3 separate regions of the Mus musculus genome follow, and regions 1 and 2 are each linked to region 3. A link is a contact called in public promoter capture Hi-C data. All regions are on one chromosome and are shown on one strand. Each heading gives the region's core, a stretch centred on a gene start, on an enhancer-like site or on the middle of the called end of the contact. The rest is flanking DNA. Distances are from core to core; before and after follow the strand shown. Region 1 overlaps D430042O09Rik (RIKEN cDNA D430042O09 gene). Region 2 overlaps Gtf3c1 (general transcription factor III C 1). Region 3 overlaps Aqp8 (aquaporin 8).

Region 1 (2,731 bases), core at 216-2,715, 2.3 Mb after region 3:
GCAACAGAACCTTCTAATTGCCACTCTCCCAGCATCTCCATTGTGCCAATTGCCTGAGAGAATTTCAGATCATTTCTCTACTAAAAAGTGCTTGAAGTAAAAAACAAAACATGAGGCTGTTTATCTCAATGCACAGGTTTAATTCTGAAAGATATTTAAGATAGCTTCAGGCCCTCTGAAGAGGGGGTGCTGGCTGACTGTTTCAACTGGCTAGAAAAACAGAGCATCACTAATAGCACATTGCTGGCTTAGGGGACTCCCTGATCCCCTGAACTTGCCCTCTCCTACCCTGCCTTTCTGTACCCTCCCATCACTACTTGGTAGCACTGTGAGCCTTTTGCAGATGGCCAGCCATAGATTCAGCCATGTCACCATGAAAGGTAAGGAAAAGGCACGCTGTCTCTTGTCAAAGTTAGTTGGAACAAGCATCTGGGGACACTTGTCCTGTTCCTTTGCTGTGGGCTACTCTATCCCCAGAGGGTGAGAATGTAGTCTCCCCCTGGGGCAGATGAGCACTGTGCCTATGTGCCTATGTGGGGTCATAGACTGACATAGTGAGGGGTGTGTGGGTCCCAGTGAGCTTTCCAGGCCCCCTTTAGCCCAAAGTAGTGCTGTGTGACTCATACACGTTGTTCTGTCTGTCTGTCTGTCTGTCTCCTTCCTTCTCTCCTGCTCCCCCTCTTTTCCTTTCTTTCTCCTATGTATATGTGTAATATGCCTGTGGGTGAGTATATGCACGTGTGTGGAGGTCCAAACTTGAAGTTGAGTGTACTACTTGATTATTATTATTATTCACTTTATAAAGACAGGGTCTCTCCTTGAACTCCAAGCTTGTCTATTCCATCTAGTCTAGCTAGCCAGCTTGCCTCAGGAATCCCCTGTCTCTGCCTCCCAGGTGCTGGGATTATATAGGTAGTTGCCACTCCTGACAGGTTTCTGTGTTGGTTCTGGGGAATCCGAATCATGTCCTCCTACTTGTGAGGAAATGCTTTATTCACTTAGCCATCTCTTCGGCCCTTGAGCCTGTTATCGTCTCACCTTTGCTTCCAGAATGCTGGGATTACAGGGTTGTGTCGTCACACTTGGCCTAACTGGCACGTTTTAGCTCTTCTGCTCTGGGTGTGGATCCGGACATCTGAATTTGTTAACTGCTAGCAGTGCACACATACAGTTGAGGATGAGAATGGTTTTTTAGAGTGTGAGACAGCCCTGTCTGGTGATCATGGGCTCCTGTGTACTGTGCACAGTCTGCCCCTCAGCCGCCACTGACTCCAGATACCACAGAGACAGGTCCAGACAGAGACTGATGGGTAGCATAGAAGAACCCACATTCAGCTGTTAGGTTCCAGAGGCAGAAAAGGCTGCCTGGAAGAGGCAGGCTGAGCTGAGGTACTGGAAAGGGCATAGTTGCCTCTGAAATGTCCCTTGATGGTTGCCTTGCAGCAGCAAGTGCTTTCAGTTCAGTTGGTAAAAATATTCTTGGCCTTGCCTCTAACAAGTATTCATGGTTCCTGCCTGTAGCGATTATGTAGTGTTTATGGCCTCTGGTCATGAATTATTAATGATTTTGAAATTGTGGCCATTGTAGTTTACTCAAAAATCATTAGGAAGCAAATTTGTCATACAGTGCTTAAGAAGAAAGTGAGAGAAAATCCCAGAGGAGAGACTGATTTTTATTCCCCATCTAACCTAACCCTCCCATCTCTCAGTGTGCACACTGCTAACCAGGGCACATGGTGCTGGGGGTGTGTGTGGGGGGGGCATGTCCTCTTGCTGCAGAGGAACCTCTGCAGCTCTGTGAACTAGAGCCTCTGGGTGCATTCAGGGCCATAGTGTAGGTCCAGAGCAGGTCACATAGATCTCATAGCTGAGCAGGTGACCTCTGGCACTGAGCACTGGCACTCTGACACTGCTCTCCAGGGAGAGCTAGTTTGCAGTGCAGCTACCTAGTTCATTTCCAGTGGCATTTGTTCCAGAGTGTCCCATGAATATTTGGCTATCTACTGTGTACATGTCAACAGTGAGAAAACCCAGTTACCCTTCTTCCTCTAGGGGTCCTCCTGGCTCAGGCTAGCTTTAGGTGAACTCCAACCTTCCTACTTCCTGGATGGGTGTCTCAGATAAGTGAGCCCTATTTACTCCTGGGCCTCCGCTCTTACCCACTCCAAGAGCCTCTTGTGATAATGGACTGCCATCTTTTGCAGTTGATTGGAGATTCTAAAAACCACTCATCTGTGAGCTCACTTTGTAAAGGACTGTAAAAGCCATTTAACTGTCCCACTTAGAAACCTTAAGCTTGCCTGCGTGTACATGCATCCACACTCTCACATACAGTTCCTCTGGGCACAGATTAAAGAGGCTTCCTTTCTCAGGCAAAGCAGGAGAGACCTGGATTTCAGGAACCAGCCCCCTCTGCCACCAAGGGAAGGCTCCCACTCACACCTGTTGCTCTCTTACACTCTTCCTATCTAGGAGCTCCATTCAGAGGCCAGGGAGCGGGATCAGTCATCTAGTCAATGCTGGGGTGTTTGGAAGAAGGGGCTGGCGATGTGGCTCTATGGCAGAGCACTTATCTAATATGTATGAGGCCCCAACTTCTGTCTGTAACACATCAATAAAAAGAAACAGTTGAAGGTTAACTATGTTCCTGATAGCAGTCCTCAGTTCCCTTTCCAAGATGAAACCACTTATGTGTCCTTCCAACTAGTAGTCATAGGTGCTTCCATCCACC
Region 2 (2,818 bases), core at 253-2,752, 2.2 Mb after region 3:
TACACCACCATTTTCTATCAGAGCTGCTGGGCACAGCATTGCTGGCCACCTGCCAGCCTGTCCATGTCTGTGAGGAAAGTGGAATATGGCAAAGGAGAAACAGGTCCACCAGAAAGGCCTGGCCAGCTAGAGCCTACCATGTCTGCTGTCAGGGAAAGGAAAGGCTTAGGCAGAGATAGCTGACCTTGGCTTGTTTTTTTTTTTTTTTAATCCTACTTCCAGGTGAGCACATGACCCCATCCCCAGGACACAGTCCAGGAGACAGACACAGGAGGACAGAACCCCGGCCTGCTGACCTTGAAGCCTCCCCCGCCCCCCCCCCCCCCCCCCCCGCCCTTTTTCTTTCTTTGTCCCGGGCTATGCTGGGATTAGGCAGTCCAAGCTTCAGACTTCATTCTCTGCCAACTCTCTATCACCTTGACACACCTCTCTGGTGTTTCCTCTTCTGAAGAATGGGACTAGGTGGATATTTTTCCTTCAGAGAAAATTCATTCAGGTAGGAAACAAGAACATTCTACAAATAAGAACAAGCAGCTTCATAGAAAAAGGCCCTAGGCATGTAGTGTGGAGACCCACGGGGCTGGTCATTCCGTGGCCTGTGACTGTAGCTGACTTGCAGTGCAGAGTCACGATGTGCCCAGGCTCCCTGTCTGATCTGGAACAAGAACTATATAAGAGATTCTTCTGTCCCTCCTCCCACCCTACCCGATTCTTGCACTGGTAGCATGCTGTAGGCCTCTGTAGGTATCTCCCAACTTCACAGAATCTCTCTGGCTCTCCCTCCTTAGTCCCCTGGGGAAGGGCCAGAAGGCCTATAAGGAGATAGTAGGTTGACTTCGCAGCCAAGAAAATGCTTTGTGATTCCTGGGTACCTGCTGTCCCCATTAAGACCTGGGCCCCACCTAAAAGTATCTGGGGGCAACCAGTCCTGCCAAGGGGATACAGTGTGTTTTGCTGAGTGATCCTCAGTCTGTCATGCTTCTCCCAAGAGTAAGCTCTACGAAGAGTTCCTAGGACTGCTCTGATCACAGCAGCATCAGTCAGTGTCCCTCACCTCTGTATGGGGATAACTAGGGCAGACGCATAGTGAACCAGCAGCCTTGAGAGCCTTGCTCTGCATCTGCTCCCAAGGGTGAGCTATAAGATCGTGTACATGGAAATGCTCAGAACCACTTCCAGATTCTGGACTCCACACCCGAGTCTGAGCAGTGAGTGAAGGAGGAGAAAGGGTGGAGTGCTGGAACACGGGCCTCGGCACAGCCTAGCTGTGAATATGGCTTACTTGTAGTTCATGAAAGCCTGGGGATTTTTGACTATGTAGCGAGCTCTTCGTCCAACCGAGTGAGAGGTTTTATCCAAAGACTCTTCAAAGGTAGCATGCAAAATGTCCCGCACGACCTGCCAGGTGACAAATGGTCCTTTCACCTAGTTCAAATATAGAGTGTGACAGTTAGTATCTGCAGAGTCCATTTTCAGGACAGCTAACAGAAAGGATTGGGAACGAATGTATCCTGGGAGCCTGTTTCCCCAAGGAGGTCAAAGTGCTCACTTCATGTTTGCCTACCTACCCTGTGCCAGTACAGGAAAAGAGGTCAAGCCCTCAACATCATATGGAGCTGTGTGTTCTGACAAGCACTGAGAGGGGGGTCTTAGTATCAGGTAAAGTTAAGAGTAAATGTGCTTTGGTATGGTAGTCTTTCTTTCTTTTTTTTCACATTGAGATAGGGTTCTCTCTTGTGTGGTCAGGGCTGGCCTGGAACTCCTGACTCCTAGGATCAAAGGTATTCATCACCTTGCTGGAGAGGTAGAGTTTTAAAGACTGACACATTCTGTATCATGAGCATCTGCAGCATCCACAGTGGTAGAAATGAACTAAGATGCAGACTCAGGACATGTCAGAAAACACACAGGAAGGGACTCAAAGACAGGTGACATTTCTAACTCTAATAAGATGTCAGCAAGTTCTAGTGAAGAATGGTTGGCTACGTGATGAGGGAGGAGAGGCATTCCTCGCCACCAGCATTGCAATAAAGAGCCACGTGAGAGGTAGCAGATAGAGTTCAGGGTGGTAATGGGCACCCTCTATCTTCCTTAGGAAAAGTAGGGATGAGATTTAGGAGAGGGTGGGGTACAAGGGTTAGAGACAAATGGCTTCTCCTGGCTGCTGTGCTGGTGATGAGGACAGTCAGCTCTTAGGCCTGCTGTCCCTGTTGGCATCACTGCCTGCCGGGGCCCTGACCCTGCTGACATGGAGCTCATGTCCTGCTGCCCTCTGGAAAGAAGCATGAGTGTGCTCATGCCTGGCTGCACAGCATGCTGGCAGCAAGGAGAGCCGGGGTCCCGAGGTGCTGTCGGAATGTGAAGCCAGGCAACGCTGGCTGAGCTGTGGAGCCTGTCACCACGAGAAGCAACGAAGGGTAAGCAGGGAAGTTACAGTGAGTCTGGAACACAGAGCATAGGGCTATGGCCAGCAAAACAAATGTCAAGTGTCTCTGCCTTAGGGGACAGCTACTCCAGAGTCCATGGGTACCACAACTGCAGAGCCAAGGCAGAAAGCAATGGTTCACGGTACAGAAGACACCAAGCCTCTACAGGCAGACAACATAGAATGAATGGGCAGACAAGAGCAAAATGGCTTGACCTACTCCACTGCAGCCAGGCAGAAGTGCACATGCGTCTGAAGGCTAGGAGAAATGTAGGCTGGTAGTATAAGTGCATGGGATTCTGGGAAATGCTTTTCTGGGCAGCCTCTAGGAATGGGAAACAAGTTCAGAGCCACACCTCTCAAAATCTAGCAAAGGGCTGCTCCCAGGGGACG
Region 3 (2,735 bases), core at 158-2,657:
AGGACCTGGGTTCAGTTCTCAGCACCCACATGGCAGCTCACAACCTTATGTAACTCCAGTCTTAGGGCTCTAACACTCTTTCCTGGCCTCTGTGGTTACTAGGCATGCACGTGGTGCCCTAGCAGGAGACTTGAACATGCCAGAGAAATGGTCTACCATAGAGCTTCATCCCCTGGATGGGCTCTGTATATAATTCCTGGGGCTCCTTCCCTCCATCCCTCCTGCTCCCCCTCCTTTCTATTCTTCCCTTCTCCCTCACTGTTGACTTCCACCAGTGCCTGTCCCCATGAGACTGACTCACTTTCAACCACTCACTCTGTTTTCTCAAGGCCCTCAGGTCCCTCAATGTCTTCATCTTGGAGAGCTTGAGGCAAGCTAGTTTTGCGCTCTTTTTCTCAGCGAAGATTATTTAGGGGGACTAGGGCCCAACACCCATTATCCTCAGTTTTCAAAGGTGCAAAGCAAGGCTCAGGGAAGTCTTGCAGCTTCTTCGGTTATACATGAAAAGGGGAGAAGCTGGGAAACAGACATGGCTCTGCCCAAATGCAGATGGGTGGGAGCACGGACCTGTGTCAGCTCCCAGCGTCTCTCGTCTAGGCTGAGTGGCTTTTCCTCCACAGGTGGTGAGTCCAGAGGAAAGATTCTGGAATGCATCTGGGGCAGCCTTTGCCATCGTCCAGGAGCAGGAGCAGGTGGCAGAAGCCCTGGGGATAGAGATCATTCTGACAATGCTGTTGGTATTGGCTGTGTGTATGGGTGCTGTCAATGAGAAGACAATGGGCCCTTTAGCCCCATTCTCCATTGGCTTCTCTGTCATTGTGGACATCCTGGCAGGGTAAGTATCCCTCAAAAGTGTGATGGCTGCCCCGTGGCAAATGGAGAGTGGGCTGGCTTTAGGCAGGCAAGAGGCAATGGTGGGTAGGTGGTATCAGGCAGTGCTAGGTGATTTTTGGCTAGAGAATATGGCCACCCTTCTACTTCATTTAGGGCTAAGTCAGAGGTCTGGATGAAAATTCCTAATTTCTGTAATAAGAAATAAAGCATTCCCTCGGGGTGTTGACTCTGTCTTACAAAAAATGATCTCTAACCCTGGTCTCTTTGATTTCAAGCTTCTTGTTAGTTTTGGGAAGGCATTAAGGAGACTCAGGAAAGATTTCTCCCTTGTATAGGTAGTCAAACTGTGGTTCCGAAAGGCAAGAAATGACTCAGGGTCACTGAGAGTCTAAAGAGACAAATCTGGGACAATTATTCACATCTGCTGAAATGTAAGAGGTCAACACCAAAAGTTCAGTTCCTTTTTTTCATTTGGACACAGAACCAAACCTTTCTCAGGCTCAGGGCTCTGTCCCCTTGAATGGTCCGGGAATGCCGTAGCTCAGCAGTAGTGGTGCTTTGCTGCCACCTAGTGACACTTGCTTCACTTACAAGTGTGCTCCCCTACCTGGATGGGCTTCTGGACACAGAACCCACTGAAGGTTATAGATCAGCCTGAAGGCACTGGGTTTGGAGACAGAACCCAGAGCTGAGGTGTGCCTTGGAAACAAGCTCCTTCTGGAAGTAGGGCCCAAGTCTGTGGCATGAGGTCCTCAGTGTGCCAGACACACTTTAGTAACCATCAGGACATGCACATTGTGTCATTTGTTCCTGGCTACAGCCTATGGAGTGGATACTGCCACCTCAGTGGATATGTAGAGAGGTTAGACAAAGGTCACAGAGTAGAACTGCCCGGGCTGGACTTTGAATGTAGGTCAACTCCAAAATGGGCGGAGCTCCTTGGACTTTGCTTTCTAGACTTTGGAAAGGAATGTGCTCCACTTTCCCCTCCTGTCGTGACTAAGCAGGTGCTTTTGCTGACCATTTGTTCTAGAAGTGTGTATGTATGCGGAGGGGCTGATATGATGGTCATGTAGCAATCACCCTTTGTCAGCCTAGAGCTAAGCAAGGCTCCCTTACAGCCTCTGGGATCCACCCAGGGGCCCTGGTATGGGCGTTTAGAGAGGATGTCTGCTTGAGGCTGGCTGTAGGCCTGATTAAGGATGTGGGTTTGAGGTAGGACCTTCTGAGATGCTGGTAACTTGGGTACCTATGTGTCTGCAGTGGTAGCATCTCTGGAGCCTGCATGAACCCTGCTCGTGCCTTTGGACCTGCTGTGATGGCTGGCTACTGGGACTTCCATTGGATCTACTGGCTGGGCCCCCTCCTGGCTGGCCTCTTTGTAGGACTGCTCATTAGGTAGGAGGGTGACAGAGAATCTACAGCTACTAGATTGGCATTCACATAACCTTGGAGGAAAATGGGAATCTTCAGAGGGAAGTGTGCTGCCTCTGCCTAAGGCCTTTGGCTCCAAGTGATAGAGATCCACTTTGCAAGGGGAACTAACTGGCTCTTAGGATTGAAGTGTTCATGGGTGTCACTGGCTCCAAGTAGGACTCAAATGTGTTTTGAAGGACTTGGGATAGTCCTATGGGTGGGTAGGCTTCATGTTTAGGTTGGCTTTAAAATATTTTTTTATCTATTTTTTTTACAACATATTTAGATAATATTCTTTCCCCTTGGAGCACCAATTCCTCCCAGACCTTCCCTATCTTCCCTTGGCTGTGTCTGGGAGGGCTGAGTCTGGGCTGGATGCGTAGCCTTCTTGTAACATTACCCACTGCAGTCTAGAGGCTTCAGGCTATGCCTGGAGCCGGGTGTAAAACACCACTAATCACTCCGTTGCTGATTTCTGAATGGCT

What was found. Promoter capture Hi-C pulls out the DNA fragments that hold promoters and counts their contacts.
Region 1: a contact with region 3 is called in a promoter capture Hi-C map of liver, with 4 times the contacts expected there. The contact joins two enhancer-like sites. A contact is called at or near these places in 2 of 39 promoter capture datasets (liver and pre-B cells).
Region 2: a promoter capture Hi-C map of liver shows a contact between it and region 3, with 4 times the contacts expected there. The contact joins two enhancer-like sites. A contact is called at or near these places in 2 of 39 promoter capture datasets (liver and pre-B cells).

What each region holds. Positions count from the first base shown.
Region 1 is chr7:125,730,041-125,732,771 of GRCm38.p6, forward strand. All of the region lies in intron 2 of D430042O09Rik (RIKEN cDNA D430042O09 gene), which reads left to right. Among named protein-coding and RNA genes, the nearest start is that of D430042O09Rik, 24 kb to the left of the region's middle. Within about 2 kb of position 1,466, at least 5 of the 459 cell types and tissues checked have an H3K27ac peak or open chromatin away from gene starts, as enhancers often do. A contact at or near this core is called in liver, where this site is marked.
Region 2 is chr7:125,656,204-125,659,021 of GRCm38.p6, forward strand. It overlaps Gtf3c1 (general transcription factor III C 1), which reads right to left. Exons shown (of 37, transcript NM_207239.1): 25 at 1,283-1,425. Among named protein-coding and RNA genes, the nearest start is that of Gtf3c1, 50 kb to the right of the region's middle. Within about 2 kb of position 1,503, at least 5 of the 459 cell types and tissues checked have an H3K27ac peak or open chromatin away from gene starts, as enhancers often do. A contact at or near this core is called in liver, where this site is marked.
Region 3 is chr7:123,464,489-123,467,223 of GRCm38.p6, forward strand. Aqp8 (aquaporin 8) reads left to right here. Exons shown (of 6, transcript NM_001109045.1): 4 at 621-835; 5 at 2,098-2,232. Among named protein-coding and RNA genes, the nearest start is that of Aqp8, 3.6 kb to the left of the region's middle. Within about 2 kb of position 1,408, at least 12 of the 459 cell types and tissues checked have an H3K27ac peak or open chromatin away from gene starts, as enhancers often do. A contact at or near this core is called in liver, where this site is marked.